2 separate regions of the Mus musculus genome follow, and region 1 is linked to region 2. Evidence: chromatin contacts called from public HiChIP or PLAC-seq data. All regions are on one chromosome and are shown on one strand. Each heading gives the region's core, a stretch centred on a gene start, on an enhancer-like site or on the middle of the called end of the contact. The rest is flanking DNA. Distances are from core to core; before and after follow the strand shown. Region 1 overlaps Cdh13 (cadherin 13). Region 2 has its middle 26 kb from the start of Gm39262.

The links. HiChIP or PLAC-seq counts read pairs in DNA pulled down with a chosen protein or histone mark.
Region 1: a contact with region 2 is called in an H3K27ac HiChIP or PLAC-seq map of extraembryonic endoderm stem cells, with 16 times the contacts expected there. The contact joins two enhancer-like sites. A contact is called at or near these places in 2 of 484 Hi-C or Micro-C datasets (embryonic stem cells and extraembryonic endoderm stem cells) and 3 of 115 datasets of contacts at active chromatin or transcription factors (extraembryonic endoderm stem cells, stem cell-derived neural progenitor cells and trophoblast stem cells).

The regions. Positions count from the first base shown.
Region 1 is chr8:118,828,279-118,832,649 of GRCm38.p6, reverse strand. The region is part of intron 4 of Cdh13 (cadherin 13); the gene reads right to left. Among named protein-coding and RNA genes, the nearest start is that of Gm31893, 230 kb to the left of the region's middle. Within about 2 kb of position 2,214, at least 34 of the 459 cell types and tissues checked have an H3K27ac peak or open chromatin away from gene starts, as enhancers often do. A contact at or near this core is called in extraembryonic endoderm stem cells, where this site is marked.
Region 2 is chr8:117,972,379-117,977,348 of GRCm38.p6, reverse strand. No RefSeq gene overlaps it. Among named protein-coding and RNA genes, the nearest start is that of Gm39262, 26 kb to the right of the region's middle. Within about 2 kb of position 1,633, at least 1 of the 459 cell types and tissues checked has an H3K27ac peak or open chromatin away from gene starts, as enhancers often do. A contact at or near this core is called in extraembryonic endoderm stem cells, where this site is marked.

The DNA of each region.
Region 1 (4,371 bases), core at 965-3,464, 850 kb before region 2:
AACCCCACCTTTGAACAACCATTCCCACGATGTCCGGCGCGTGACTATCTTAGTTGTACACTGTGAACAAAGCTACTGCGAACATGTCCCTGAGAGGGCAAAGGTACTCTGCATTTGGAGTTGTTCTTTAGGGCAAATCCTCAAAGTTGGAGGGAAGACTCAAACACTGAGAAGGGTTCATCTTCTTATGGTTATTCTTCTTCAGTCAGCCTTACACAGATTTTGCTATCTGTATGTGAAAAAGACTACCACCATTAGCTTGAAATTCCAGTGAGGCACGATGTGGTATATCAGGGAGGGAGGGAGACTGTCAGTGATGGCAAGGGAGGCTACAGAGACAAGAGTTTTGCAGCTTCCATGCTTTCTGCAAACGACAATGGCTGTGTTGGTGGTGGCTGGCCTGATGCTGTTACTGCCACAAACCTGCTCTCAGGTACTCCCCCCCCCTCCCCCTGTATCCAACTTGAGAAGGTGGCTAAGTGGAGCCCACTTCTATCTTCAAGCCAGTTATTTGCTACTAAACTGCTTTTCCTTAAAGTTCCTTTTCATCCAAAAGAAAAGAAGATTTAGTTAAGTCATTTTCTTTTTATCCAAGAAAAGCAAAGGGCACGGATTGACCAGCCCCATCGAGCTGCCTTTTGTTTTGACGATGACGGGAATGGCTGTCATCTGAGGGAGCCCTGAATGGAGTGAGAAATATCCATCGTCAGCGCGGGATAGCTCAGGCTGCTGGGAGACCTGACACGGTTCCATTTGTGTTTCCATCCTTCCTAATCAAGTTTCTGCCTCTTCCTGTAATGGAAGTCACATTCCGGGGAGAGAAAAGAAAACAAAGCCTCTGCCTCTAAAAACTGTGCTGGGCTGGGCCCTTAATAGTGAGCGTGAGAACAGAAAGCTCAGGCTCCCCAGATCGCTGTGTGAGGACGGGAGAGGAGTGGTGAGCCCTGCTGGCCTCATCTCAGCCATCTTAGTGTGGACTGAGCTTGTGGCTCTGTGGCAGGGTTCTTGTTTGACAGTCCCTTTGGACTCCATGGGAGACGAAGCAAACAGAAGGGACAGCATCAGCACTGTGGGGCAGACAGCTTCCCAGGGGCCTTGCTTTATATTTTGACACTGACTTCTGTAATCCAAGCAGCCTGTGTGTCAGCCTCACTTTCCAAAGATGGAGGCGGAACCTTAACTAGTAGAGCAGGGTTTTCAGGCAAAGCTGTCCATCAGATCTGAGACCTGCTGGACCTCAGGCTGAATGCTTCCCTTTGGCCCTCCCCGGTTCTGGTGTGGGGGCCGACCCTGATCTAAGCTAGAGGGGCAGATCTAACACTAAATCGATGCTGTGATGTAAAAGAGAGCACGGATATGCTCTGCGTGTGAGCAGCACTCTTGCACACGTGGACTGCTCGGAGTGAGGGGCAGGGCCTGTCTGCTTTGCCTTGAAACACAGTGCCTGTGCTTTCCCATCCTACAGAGAACACAGGCTCTACATGGAAAGAGTGGGCTTCCCTCCCAGTTCAGAGGAGGGGAATCAAGCCCTCTGTGCATCATCCATTGGAGGTGGGGTTCAGAGCATCGGGCTCAAGCTTCAGGTTCAAGTTCTTATTCATACCTCGATTATCCACTTTCGGAGAAACCGTCACTAAATCTCTCTAAGCCTCAGCTCTCTCTGATGTGAGGAGGGCCTGGTACCCACAGGAGACTTGCTAGGGGGACTAGGGTGAGCAGTGCAAGGGGAGAGCTGCCATTGAGGACACCCTGTCACCTGCCATTCAGCACAGGTTCTGCACCTCCCTGGATGCTGGCAATACTGTTCGCAGTATTATCTGCAGATGCACACACCCTCACTCCGCCGGGGGGGGGGGGGGGGGGGAGCCAGACAGCCACAGAGTGCCTGCTGTCTCTCTCTCTCTCTTCCTCCTGATCCTCTCCCTCCTCACCCCCTCCCTATTTCTTCCCCACCCCATGACAGGGGCTCAGATGATCTCTAGTTCTCATTCTCCTGTCTCAGCATCCCCCAAGCACTTGGATTTCATGCATATACTAGCACACCAGCGTCTTTCTTCAGTTTCACTGAAGTGGTTTCTGTGGTTTGGGGATGAAGACAATTATACCATGGAAACTGCAAATAAAACCACATCCCCACCTCTGAGATACGCTTGCCTGTGAGTCATGTGTAACAATTGTTCCCCTCAGATCCCTGGGCACGTGCCTGGGCATGCCTCCTTGATATACACAGCTCAGGCTACCTAAAGTAAGGGAACAGTCAGCCCCCACGCCCAACTCCCTGAATCTAAGACTGCAGGAGGCTTCGTGACCACACACACACACACACACACACACACACACACACACACACACACACACACTTGCAGCTCAACCCTCCCCCTTAGAGATAGCAGCGTGGAGTCGCTAGTTCTACGCTCACGAAGGTGGCTGTGGCTAAGGAGACCTTGATCCTGTTCCTTTGCGCCACCCGGATTTATGTTTCTTCTTTGGACTCAGCTCTGGGGAAATTACTTTTCTCCAAGTGTGATGTCTCTTTTATGTGGGAGATGGGCGGGGACTGGGGGAAGCAGCATCCGTTACCTATCATCCTGTGATAACATCTAGAAGTGAGAAAACACACACTGGCATCATTCAGAGAACCCTTCCAAAGGTGGCAACTCCTCAGCTCAGGGCTGACATCCCTTGTCCCTTTATTTGCCCGGCCCCAATCCTCTATAGAGACGATTTCACCATGGCTCCTAACACGTAGCAGACATGGCTGGATGGACTGTCAGTGTTGAAGAATACCACTGTGCATGTGAGGCAGCCACTCTGCATTTGTGAATGCTAATCCCCAAGATCAGACTCTGAGGAGACTCTCTGGGAGGGCAGAAGGCAGAGAAGTTTCTAGAAAGAGTGCCCAGCAGCAGGATACAGGTCATGCCTGGCGACCCATGAACTTTCCTTTGGGTCCATCCTCATGTCTCCTCACTGTCCTCACACTGTCCTCACACTGTCCTCACACTGTCCCCTCACTGTCCTCACACTGTCCCCTTTCACCCCACCCCTCATCATGTTCCCCTCAACTCCCACCATCAGATAAACCTAAGACATGAGCAGTGGCATTCTTACGTTGATTTTGCCCACTGGGGAAATTGAGGCACAGAGGTTAAGGATTTGGTCCAAGCTCTTATAAATTTGCATCATCAGCAGCTGACAGAGAAAATAACAAACTTCTTGAAGTTGATGTGCACAGCAGCAGCTCTGGTTACCTACACATGATCAGCACAAGAAACAGTTAACACTGCAGCAGGCATGGGTGGGGGGAGGGGTTGGAGTTCCACTCTTGGCTGTGGATCTATTGGCAGCTTATAGCACCTGAGGGAGGGAATCGCCTTCTTTTCTGGATATGACCACTGGTAGGTTCCTCATGGCCCAGTATGAGCCACACATTTAATCTTTAAAATTTATGTGTATTTGTGGATGCAGTTGTGCATGTGTGTGTAATACCTACAGAGGTTAGAAGAGGGTGTCAGATCCCCTAGAGCTGGAGTCACAGGCAGTCGTGAGCCACCCAGTGTGGGTACTGAGAGTACCTACATTGCTGCAAGAACAATAAGTGTCTCTCAACTGCTGAGCCGCCTCTCCAGATCCTGACTCAGGGGGTTCTTAACAATAGAAAGAAATAAATAAAAAGAGTACCTAGCATGACTTTGGTAGGGAACTGGGATGGGGACACTTACTGGGTATTGTCAGGAGGTGACATATATGGTCAATGTGCATTATATAAATGCATGAAATGCAAAGAATAAAAAATGTTATTAAAAAGCCAACTCACGTGATAGATTATGTTGCTTACACAGGGGGCTGAGCCCTGACAAGCAGTCACATCTTATGACCCTTCCTTAAGCGGTATGAGGTAGAATCTTGTTTCTATCTTCCAAGTCCAAACCCAAGGCTTAGGCAGGCTAAGAGACTCCCCAGCGGACACTTAGATATGCGTGTCCTTTGAACTTTTGTCCTAAGTCACTACATTAAATAGTCAGATCGACGGTCTACAAGAATTTAACCAAATAAGCATATCTCTAGCCCAAAGCCTGCCCTCTAGGTGACCAAAACGAGCAAGCCGAGAAATGGTCAAGCCGCTTGTTCTGGCCAACTTAGTAAATTACACAGGAACAAAGGGGGATTCAATCAATTGCTTAGCAATTAGCCATTATGAAAAGATACAGAGAAAAATCCAATGGGCTGTTTGGTGGAGCAGGAAGCATTTTAAATGTCACCACAGTGAGAGAAATATTTGAAGATCTGTCTTCATAATGGTTAACTAATTGCAATCTTCAAATTTTATTGCCTTGGAAAAATAACTCAATTCCAGAGATAGAACATTAA
Region 2 (4,970 bases), core at 384-2,883:
TCAATAAATAAACTGAAGAACAACCAAAGAAGACACCTGACACCAACCTCAGACCTCCCCAACCATGAATGTACATTTTCATAGCCATCTGTCTACACCCACACAAATAGGAAAGCATACAACACAGGCAAACACACACACAACAGACACGCAAAGATTAACGACAAATACTGCAAACCCAACATACTCAAAAATACTACATTTCAACAAATAACAAACATAAAAGATAGTACTGAGAGATCGTATATTCTGGAAGTTCCCTCATGCTGAGTCTTGAAATCTAATATTCATTTTATACCCACAGTTAAAATGACAATAGTTCTGACAGAAAAGCCACAGCAAAACGAATGTTGCAAGAGGAAAAGGCAGTCTCACTTTGAGTTCTCATTTGAACTCTGATTAGTTAAAACCATAAGTCTTGTTTGAGGGGGATCGATAGTTGTATTTTAAGTGCTCAGTGGCCCCCGGCTGGCTACTATACTGAAGAGAATGAGTGTTTACTAACTTGAATTACTCTACCACTTCACTCAGAATAAGTGCTCTTGAAAGAACTGTCTTATCTACCCCTCCCCGCCCTCTGTGCTGTTTTGCATATCTTTTTCTACATTTATAGCAAAGATCGAGATAACATGTAGCTATTTTCATTTTAAATATCAATATCCCTTTATATACTTTGTATGCATAAAAATAATTTGCTCCAGGCAGTAAAATGCTTTCCTGTGCATACATAGAGGCCTGAAATCAAATCCCTAACAACCAGATAAAATCGGGGTGTGATGACACATGCCTATAATACCAGCCCTGAAAGGCAGAGACAGGACGATTCCTGAAACTCTCTGGCTAGCTAATCTGACTAAACTGGCGAGCTTCAAATCAGTGTGAGACCCTGTCTTTTTTTTTTGGGGGGGGGGGGGGTCAAGACAGGATTTCTCTGTATAGCCCTGGCTGTCCTGGAACTCACTCTGTAGACCAGGCTGGCCTTGACCTCAGAAATTTGCCTGCCTCTGCCTCCCAAGTGCTGGGATTAAAGGCGTGTGCCACCACTGCCCAGTGAGACCCTGTCTTTAAAACAAAGTGAAGAAGTTACTGACCTCTGCCCTCCACACACACATGTAAACCAAGGCTACACACTCCTTTGTACACACACACAAGAACATCCACACGCATTAACTAATTAAATAAAACACTTTCTACCTGGGTTCTGTGGTGGTCATTTGCAATCCCAGCACTCAGAAGTTGGAGATAGAAGGATTGTGAGTTCCGGGCTAGCCTGAACTACATAAGAAGACTATCTCTAAAAAATGAAATCCAAAACTCAGGTTTAACATTTACCTACACTTGGACATTTTGTGGGGCTCTTCAGTTCTTCCTGAATCCCTGAGTTCCCATCTGGCATCCTTTCTCTTTAGCTTGGAGGGTTTCTTTTCCATCCCCTGTAGGTCTAATCTGCTGGCCATGCATTCTCTCTTATCCTCATCAAATAAAATGCCTTTAGTTTGACTTTACTTTTAAGTATGTTTTTGCTGGATACAGAGTTCTGGGTTGAGAGTTTTTGTTAGTATCTCAGCCCTCTCTAAAGAAGCCATTCCATTGTCTTGGAGCCGCATTGTTTCTGCTGAAATGTCTGCTCTGATTCTTAACGGTGCCCCTGTATCTAACAGGCATTCATTTTCCTCTCGGGCTAACTTCACCGCTTCCCTTTAACTCTTTTGCTTTTATCGGCTTGACTACAATGTTACAGATAAGTTTCTCTTAAAAAGAAAAAAATTCCTACTTAGTGTTCACTGAAATTTTCTTGTAACAATGAGTCGCTGGGATCCAATTTTCAAATGTTCATCCAGCACACTTTGTTTCAGCTATTCACCTGCCACCACTTCTCCTCTCTACCTGCACTCGAAAATAAAAAAATAATAAAAAAATAAAAAGTAGAAAGAAAGGAAGAAAGGAAGGAAAAGCAAAGGGCTTGTTTCATTATCTGATACCCCTTCAAAGACTACTGCTGTTATGCTAAATTTCCTTTCTCCATTCTTACCCCCATTCCCTTTATTTTTGGCTTGCTCTCTCTCTCTCTCTCTCTCTCTCTCTCTCTCTCTCTCTCTCAGCTTTCTGGCTCCCAAGGGCCTGACTTCACGTTCAAAGCTCCTTTCTTCTGCGGTGTCCATCTGCACTCTGCACTTTTTTAATTTGACTATTCTCAGGCGTGGCTGTCGATCTGTCTCTTTTTAAAGGCTCCGCCATGAAATTCCCCATCACTCACTAAATTACTCATCTCCTATGGACGTTTTAAGTATTTTACTATTGTCACTTCGAAAGCTCTCAGGGAAACCACCAGTAACTTCAGCTGGCTCTGGCTCGGACTCACTCACCTCACCTTTGTTTTCTCTCTTGGCATATCTAATTTTGACTGCATGACAAACATTCTCTGGGACCACCAGTTCTTCACTCATGAGCTCAGCCCTTTACACGGCTTCCTATCCGCAGCTCTTTGCAGCCTTTAAGGTGGAGCAAGGCTGTGTTGTAAACATGCACCTGGTGACTTGAGATTCTGCTATTAAGGGCAGGAACTCTTTCATGTCTCTGGACCCTTGACAGACGGGAAACCCTTTCATTTAAGTTTTCTCATATAATTAACATGCCCCAAGCCTAGTAGCTTCAAACAGCAGTCTTTTAGTTAGCTCACATTTCTGTGGGTTGACAGTTTGGCCTGGAACCAACTGGGTGCTTTTTCTCATCTCAGTTGGGGTCCGCATGCATCTGGTCAGCTTGGAAGATGCCCTTCTGAGTGATGTCGCAACATGCACGCCCGGGTGACCTTCATCTCATCCTACAGAAACATGTTTGCATTTGTTCACGCCAACTGGAGAGCACGGTCATCCAGAGCAGGAAGGTCCCCTTGCCTGCTGGCAGATTTGCCACATTCTCATGTACAAAGTTGCAAGGTCAGCCTGGATCCAAGAGATAGGTGTGCAGCTTTCCCCTTGGTAGAAAAAGCTTCAGAGTCAACAGCAGCAGCAAGGACACACAGCAGAGTTGAGGATCAGAGTGATTTTTACAATCTACCAAGGGCAATAACGGTTTGTTCTTTTGAATTCTTTTCATTTTTCCATCCAGCATTCAAATTTGAAGTTTTCAAAGATAATTTTAAAAAATCTATGCTTTGTGCTTCTCAGAAAAAAAATAATGAATCATAGATTATAATAATTCAGAACTAAAATGTACAATCCTTGAATGCCAACTATGTGGGCTGAATAGGCCGGGATTATGGCAGTGGGGGTGGGGCGGGTACTCTGCAGTAGCCTACAGAGTCTGCATTTGGAACAGTGCTAGGCCTAGGAGTGGCGCACACTCTAAGACCAGGATTGTCTAATCGGGGCAAGTAAGAAAGAACGGAATCAATGTGGATCATGGCTATATAGTTCATGTAGGGAAGGCGCCCACTGCACTGTTGAACCATCACAACTGTGTCTGACTGCCCGAGATCAGCAAAAGATTCAGCTATCAGTCTTCTGAGGTGGGAGGTACTCACAGGGCCCCGTCCATCTGTGGCGGAGAATCACTAGGGAGTTAATACTTGCAAAGACGTTTACTTTGGTGATCAATTGCCCAAGCTTCTGTAAGCAAGCCCTTGCCCTGTTCCTATAACTAAGCCTTTTAAACCCATTGGTTCATTGCCCCCCTACTCCAAATAAAAGAAGGAAAAGGAAGAGGAGGAGGAGGAGGAGGAAGAGGAAGGGGAGGGGGAGGAGGAGGAGGAGGAGGAGGAAGAGGATTGAAGGGATCTGACCTGCTTATCTTGAACTGGAACATCTGCACTGACGAGCCAGTGTGTTTCAAATACATATAAACCTGTCTGAATTAATCCTTTGTTTAAAATGTGGGATGAGAGATTATTATATCTGAATTATTTTTATTGAGACATAACATATACCATAAAACACAGACAACATTCTGTGCTTAATTCAGTGGTTTTTATGGTATTCATAACGATACACAATAGTTACCATCTAATTCTAGAACATTTTATTCATTCCCCAAAGAAAACTCACATCCTGAATACTTCCTCCTCCTTCTTCCTTCTTTGCAGCCCTTGGAAGTCCACTGACCAGCTCTGGGTGTGCAGCTGTGTCTATCCTGGGCATGCAATGCCAATGGAACCAGCAACAAGCAGTCTTCATTCAGTGGTTGTCTCCTTTTATCTATCAGGATGTGTCTAAGATCTATCCACACTGTAGCATGTCCCAGCACTTAACTTTTATTGACAAATAATGTTTCATTGTATGAGTCGATGGTTTTCAGTCTGCTCATCATTTGATGAGCAGTAAGTTGTTCCTGGGCCCTGTATTTATGCTGACACTGCTACGCACACCTGTGTGTAAGACCTTGCACAAACACAGGTCTCCAGCTCACTTGTGCAGACTGCTAGGAATTGGAGTGTCTGGTTATTTCAGTTTACTCTTGAAGAGAGTGCCAACGCCAAGAGCAAAGAATTTTCTGCCAAAAGAAACTATGTTCACAATGAGATGAACTTCACTGAGAGTTAATGAGCTGCCAATTTCCAGAGGAGGGGGGGAAGACTGGATGAGAATCTTGGTACATGTGATGTTAGACGAGCAAGAGTCAGGAGTATGGGGTTTGTAGGTGACTGTTCCAGAGCTGGAGTGTTTGAGCTCTGTGCTAGTCAATGTTCTATGGCTGAGATAAAATATCACCACACCAGGGTCAAGAGCAACTCAAGGAAGAAAGGGTTGTTTCAGCTCACAGCTTCAGAATGATGAAGTCCATTAATGTAGGCAAGGCATGTCACAGCAGTGGACACAGGAAACTGGATGATCATATTTCATCCACACACATGAAGCAGAGAGAAGGGTGAGGGAAGGAGGGAGGGATGGACAGACAGACAGACAGGCAGGCAGGCAGAGGTAGTTGGGGAGAGATGGAGGGAAGGAGAGAGAAAGGGAAAGGGAAAACAA